2 separate regions of the Macaca mulatta genome follow, and region 1 is linked to region 2. Evidence: chromatin contacts called from public Hi-C data. All regions are on one chromosome and are shown on one strand. The core of a region is the stretch at or near the end of the contact, and the rest is flanking DNA. Distances in the headings are between cores, read along the strand shown. Region 1 holds the start of DYM (dymeclin). Region 2 holds the start of C18H18orf32 (chromosome 18 C18orf32 homolog).

Region 1 (3,473 bases), core at 777-3,276, 35 kb after region 2:
CCTCCTGAGTAGTTGGGGCTACAGGCGCATGCCACCACACCTGGCTAATTTTTGTATTTTGAGTAGAGACGGGGTTTTACCATGATGGGCAGGCACGTCTGAAACTCCTGACCTCAGGTGATCTGCCTGCTTCGGCCTCCCAAAGTGTTGGGATCACAGGCATCAGTCACCACGCCCAGCCCCGAGTCACTTTTTGCAGTAATTTTAAAATAAAATTGTACATGTACTTCATATTCCTTGTAGAAAAATTAGAAAACATAAGGAAAAACTAATTTTAATCACACATGATCTTATTAACCAAAGTGGCAATATTGTTAATATTATTTGTCTTTTTTCTACCAGCACATATACATAGGTATTATAAATATTATAGTAAACATTATGTTACAGGTTACGTTAATACATCACTTAATATATTAATATAAATATTATATATTATAAATATTATATTTTAAGTGGCAAAAACCACAATTAATTTTGCACCAACCTAATATAATTCACTTATGAAAATTTGATACTATACATGTTTCGGCTCAATGTATCATGAAAATGTTTTCGAATAAATATGCATTCATAGCATTCTTTACAATGGCTGCATAGTAGTGTCATGGCTTTCTAGTTAGGTAGTTTGGGTTTTTTTGTTTTGTTTTTTTTTTTTTTTAGACGGTGTCTCGTTCTGTTGCCCAGGCTAGAGCGCAATGGGGAGATCATGGCTCACTGCAACCTCAACCTTCCGGGCTCAAGCGATTTTCCCACGTCAGCCTCCTGAGTAGCTGGGACCGAGGGTGTGCCCACCACTTCCAGCTAATTTTTGTATTTTTTGTAGAGACAGTGTATCGCTATGTTGCTCAGGCTGGTCCTTCCGAACTCCTGGACTCAGGTGATCCTCCCACCTCCGCCTCCCAAAGTGTTTGCATTATAGGCATGAGCCACAGAGCCCAGTCTACTTTGGGTTTTAATATGTTTTCCTGTCATAATTCTGCAAGCTCAGTGAATTTACTGGCAGTCTATGCTAGAAAAGAATACCTAGTATTTGTATAGTACTTTACAGAGTATACTGGCACATATTGACTATGTAATGGGAATAACGGTGCTATCTGTTCCATAGGGTCATTTTGCGAAATGGCAAATAGAAAACATGGCATGGCATGACAAATAGAAAACAATCCATAATGTGAATTGTTATTACTACAGTAATGTCAATATTCCTGTAAGGGCAGAATCATCATCATGTATATATTTTAGATAAGGAAACTGGCTGGGAGAGGTGAAGTAATTGATCTAAGACATCAATGTGGAAACCTCAGCTCATTTGACTTCAAATTCCATAGTTTTGGCATTGCCTCATATTGCTAGTCTTTTCTGTGGGACCTGTCCTTTCCCACAACATTGCAGGCAGGGCTAGCCTTGCCAGCTGCCTCCATCAAAAATTATTTTCCTATTTCTCAACTCTCCAGAATCCCACACGAAATTGCTTGACTTTGGGATGGTTATTCAGCTGCAGTTAACAGGGGCCTTAATAAAGTTAAGCCGCCGAAACAAGCGGTGTAGCATGAGAGAGGACTCTAGCACCTGGCAGGTGAGGTTTTTGCACTTCTCTCTTTTTTTTTTTTTTTTTTTTGTTTGATAAGAGTCGAGCTCTGTCGCAAGGCTGGAGTGCAGTGGCGCGATCTCGACTCACTTCAACCTCTGCCTCTAGGGTTCAAACGATTCTCCTGCCTAGCCAGCTAATTTTTGTATTTTTAGTAGAGACGGGGTTTCACCATGTTGGCCGGGATGGTCTCGATTTCCTGACCTCATGATCCGTCCACCTCGGCCTCCCAAGGTGCAGGGATTACCGGCGTCAGCCACCGCGCCCGGCCATTTTTGTGCTTCTCGATTTGGCCACGTGGCCTTGGTAGCCCAGGAGGCTCTAGGAGGGCGGAGGCACGAGTAACACCCAAAGGACTACAGTTTCCAGAAGTCCGCGCGCGCCGCGTGCCACGTGACCGCCTGGCTGGCGCGCGCGCCTGGGGGTTCGGTCCCTAGCCGCGTTCTCGGTCGCTTCCCTCTTCCCTCGCCGCCTCCCGGCCTCCGCACCGACGCGGCCCGGGCTGGAGCCGAGCCGGGGCCGAGCTGCAGGCCAAGCCGGAGCCGGATCCTTACCCGCAGGACGTGGAAACATGGAGGCCTGAGCCGGCGTGCGCCACCTGAGGCTGCGGCGGCGACCGCCACTTCTCCCGACCCCTCTGCCACCCGCCCGTCAGTCCGTGGGTCCGTGGAGCTGGAGCGTATCCCCCCGCCGGCTGAGACAGGTGGGCTGTAGCGCCGCCCCCCTCAGCGCGGCCCGGCCTGAAAGCCCGGCTGCTCCCGGCCTCCTGTCACAGCGGGTCAGGGGCCACTCTCCCCTCCCCGGCCAGCGCCCGGAGGCGAGGGGCAGCGCAGCGGGGCGGCGGCGAAGGGACCCTCCCTTCCCTGCCCGCGGGCGCCTGGGCCACCCCGGGGGGGCTGTGGTGACTGCGGACGGACCTCTGTCCGAGTCTGCTGTTGGGAGTTGGGGGATACCGAAGGCCAAGTCGGTGCTTCCGGAGATGGGGCGGTGTTGGTCTGACAAATGGGCGTGTGATGGGCAGGGTGAGCAATAGTTGTGGGTTTTTCTTTCTTGTTTTTACATTCATAGTTTATTGAGATATAATTAACATGTCAGAAAATTAACCCTTTAAAAGTACAACTCAGTGGCTTTTAGTATATTCAGAGTTGAGCAGCCATCACCACCGTTAATTCCAGAGCATTTTTATCACCCCCAACAAAGAAGCTCGTACCCATTAGTAGTCTCTCCTCCCTCTCTCCCCTACACTATTGATCTACTTTCAGTCTCCGTGAATTTGCCTGAGCAATTGTGTTTTGACTGAAAAGTGAAAGGGTGGGTGTTTGTGAACTGGGGGCAGTAGTGGGGTTTGAGGGTATTGGTGTGGTAAAGCTGATTGGATAAAGCTGTTCTCTGCTGAACAGGGGCAGAGAAGTGGTGGGATGATTGTAATTGGCCAGCAAAGCGGGTACCCAGGATAGACTGATTAGGGGGCACAGATGGAGTGAGATCGTTGAAAGAGGAGAGGGGAAGTTGGAGAGAGGGGTGTGTAGAGCAAGGGCGATGTGCTGAAAGATGAAAACTTGGAGGGTGGAGGCGGTGGAGAGGAATGTACCGTCCACCAGAGGAACTCAGGTGCTTAGGCTGATGAGTTGAGGGCTCAAGAGAAGAATGAGGTGGAAGGGAAGAGAATCTATAGGAATGGGTGAATGGTTGCTGCAGAGGATGAAATTTATGAATATATGGATTTCTGGAGTGATTATCCTGCTTTGAAGTTTTATTTTAGATAATCCTCTCAGCAATTCAGAGATAGACTGGACGCGTATGAATATTTCCATTCTGTAAATGAAGAACTAGTCTTTAGAGGTTAGGTGTCTGGCTTAAGCTCATAAACTGAGTACATAGG
Region 2 (3,411 bases), core at 647-3,146:
TGATGGCCCCACTTACATGTACATAGCCACTTCAAAACCTCTTTTTTTTTTGGATGGAGTCTTGCTCTGTCCCCCAGGCTGGAGTGCAGTGGTGCGATCTCAGCTTACTGCAAGCTCCGCCTCCCGGGTTCACGCCATTCTCCTGCCTCAGCCTCCCAAGTAGCTGGGACTACAGGTGCCACGTCTGGCTAATTTTTTGTATTTTTAGTAGAGATGAGGTTTCACCGTGTTAGCCAGGGTGGGCTTGATCTCCTGACCACGTGATCCGCCTGCCTCAGCCTCCCAAAGTATTGGGATTACAGGCGTGAGCCACTGTGCCCGGCCAAGAAGCTTGTTTTCAGTAATTGATCGCATTCAGTTCTTTCAAGTCAAGAACCTGATTGATTATGTACACTTCTCTTTATACCTAATGAACTTCTGTTCTGTTGATTTCTACCATTTAAGTATTTTCCCCCTTAGTCCTTAACAACTGCGTTTCCTGCCTCCAGAATAAGCTGAAGTCCTCCAAGATGTACTGTGGGTTTCTCTAAGAAACTTAACACTCTATTTTTCTTTCCCCAGATATCCCAGAAGAAACTGAAGAAACAAAAACTTATGGCACGGGAGTAAATTCAGCGTTAAAATAAATGTAATTAAAAGGAAAAGAATGTTGGTTGTCTTTATTAGTGAACGTATTTCAGGTGTCCTTAGAAGATGAATCAAATGAGAATTTTTAGGATTGGAATTACAAACACAGATTGCTTACCCTGCACCATTAAAAACCATTTTCATGGTTGGGCACAGTGGCTCATTTCTATAATCCCAGCACTTTGGGAGGTGGAGGCTGGCTGCTTGAGCCCAGGAGTTCAAGCCCAGGCAGGGCAACATGACAAGAACCCTGTCTTTAAAAATAATACAAAAATTAAGTGTGGTGTCGCTTCCATGTAGTCCCAGCTAATTGGGGGGCTGAGGTGGGAGGCTGCAGTGAGCACTGCTGCAATCCAACGTGGGTAAGACAGAACAAGACCCTGTTTCAAAAAAAAAGTTTCATTATCCCAAAAGGAATTTGCAATGGTTTTCTTTATAGAATAATCCAGTGTGTGAGTATACCAGTTGGTCATCCCCAGTTGGAAATGGCTCCATTGAGCATTGCCTTTGAGTGTCATGACAGCACTCAGGCTCAGGTTTTTAAATTTTTTAGGTTGATACTCAGGGTTTTGTTTTCGCTGTTAAACAATGCTACTGTGAACCTTTGTGTGCAGATTTTTGTGTTTTCATTTCTCGAGTATATACTAGAGTGGAATTGATAATAAGGTTACCTGACTAAACATCTGAGGAACTTGCAAATATTTACAAAAAGGCTGCACGTTACATTTCCACCAGCGGTTTATGAGGGTCCCAGTTTCCACGCATCATCGCCAACACGTACTGACTTCCTAGTGTCAGTACTTCCGTTTATAAAGTGATATAACTGCTTTTAAGCAACTGATGTTTGCAAAGTTGGCCTTAGTTAATGTTCGTTTGCTCTGCCCTTGAATTTAAAAAGCGAGCAAAACTAATAGCTTATTCAGTTGCCTCTGAACGGCCTAGCTGCCACCTTCCCTGTGGGTGCCGTGCCATTTGCACGGGCGTCATCCTTTACCGAGGTAGCGTTCTGAATTTCAATCCTGCGTTCTGGGTCACGGAGTAGTCAGGTCAGGCTTTCTCCCCGGAGCGGAGCTTTCAGTTGGGTACCTGGGAGATGCAGGACTTGCGCGTTACCTGCAGGACGCAGAGCCGGAAGTCCTGCCCCATCCCCATGGGCAACGCTGCTGCGTGCCGTGAGCCCCGGAGCTGACGCAGGCGCGCCTTTGTCGTCCCCCTTGAGGGCGCCCATTGGCTCGGCTGCGGCTCGTCCCTCCCTCCGGAAGTGCGGACATTGTCAGCTGCGTTTCCGCGGTCTCGGGTGAGTGTGTCCCGGCTAGCGGCCTGGGTTGGGCTTTGTAGCTGCTCCGCAGGCCCAGCCCGGGCCGCGCTCGCAGAGTCCTAGCCAGTGCGCGGCCTCCTGCCTCCTCCCTCCTCGGCGGTCGCGGCCCGCCGGCCTACGCGGTGCCCGCCTTCTCTCTCAGGGTACCTTCCTTCCGCACGCGCGCTCCGCCGTCCTCCCCTCCCCGTGTGTTCCTTGTCCACCACCGACGCCCTCGGGGCTTGGATTTGCCTCTCCGATGGTTTATACTGATTTTGTTCTTTTCCGTGGCCAAGTATCGGTTTCACATCCCTTCTGTTACCTTCACCATTAGGCCTCTATTCCCTCTTTTCAGTCATTGTCATTGACTCAACCTGTCCCCGCTCCCTCTGTCTCCACTAAGATTACATGCTCTACTGGATGATTTGGAGGAAGGTGGCTTTCCCTGTGTTGCCTGACCTATTTCGGATGGAGCCTCAGACTTTAACTGTCTGCTCTATTGTCTGAACTTGAAGTCGAGTGAAAGAAGATTCCTGTGCAACAGCTTTAATCCATTTTGCTCGCTTCGTTGGCTTGGAGCGAATAATTAATAATATCTCCTAGCCACCTTCTAGATTTTTCTGACCCAGTTTCCACATGTGTGAAGTAAAATATCTTACCGAAGAATTATGAAGATTAAAAGATAAGATACAAGTAGGCTTCATTCTGAAGAGAGCTAAAAAGTCTCTTAAAAGCCATAATTGTGGAATAAGTGATTAGTAGTATTTGTTCTCGAGAGTTTATGTACACCATGCTGTGTGCGAACTTACTTAAAACACAATTGCAGAAGTAAAAATGAATCTTTTTGATGGAGGGCCTGTCGGTCACTAAACCATTACTGGTAACATTACCAGTTGTTTTGAAGGGGTTTAGTTGGTTTGGAAAGTTTGGTAAAAACAAGACCATTGTGTTTTTGGAAGAGGAAAAGGCAAGAGCATTGAGGAAAACCAGAACTGGAAATAATGATCTTAGCCAGCTCTAGTTACCAGTTACCCTCTGTGAGAACTTTGGACAGGTTACAACTTTTTTTTTTCAATCTTGAGACAGGGTCTGCCTCTGTGGCCCAGGCTGGAGTGCAGTGGGCCATCATAGCTCACGGCAGCTGCTTCTTTCCCGGCACAAGCAGTTCTCCTTCCTCAGCTCCACAAGTAGCTGGGACTGCAGGCGCGTGCCACCACTCCTGGCTAATTATTTAAAAAAAAAAAAAAAATTAGGCCGGGATCCGGTAATCCCAGCACTTTGGGAGGCCTAAGTGGGAGGGTCACTTGAGCTCAGGACTTGAAGATCAGCATATGCAACACAGTGAGACCTCATCTCTACTAAAAATTAAAAAATTAGTCGGGCATAGTGGCGGGGGCCTGTGGTCCTACCTACTCAGGAGGCCGAGGAAGGGGGATGGCTTGAGTCCGAGAAGTCATGGCTGCAGTGAACTCTGAACACAAGTGGTA

What was found. A called contact is a pair of places that touch in the nucleus more often than the background predicts.
Region 1: a contact with region 2 is called in a Hi-C map of CD4 T cells, with 2.5 times the contacts expected there. The contact joins the promoter of DYM here to the promoter of C18H18orf32 in region 2. A contact is called at or near these places in 3 of 14 Hi-C or Micro-C datasets (CD4 T cells, blood and liver).

The regions. Positions count from the first base shown.
Region 1 is chr18:42,883,069-42,886,541 of T2T-MMU8v2.0, forward strand. It overlaps DYM (dymeclin), which reads left to right and starts at 2,027. Exons shown (of 18, transcript XM_077975473.1): 1 at 2,027-2,294.
Region 2 is chr18:42,847,704-42,851,114 of T2T-MMU8v2.0, forward strand. C18H18orf32 (chromosome 18 C18orf32 homolog) reads left to right here and starts at 1,897. Exons shown (of 3, transcript NM_001190838.1): 1 at 1,897-1,924. RPL17 (ribosomal protein L17) reads left to right here. Exons shown (of 6, transcript NM_001193562.1): 6 at 562-640. The coding sequence ends at 609.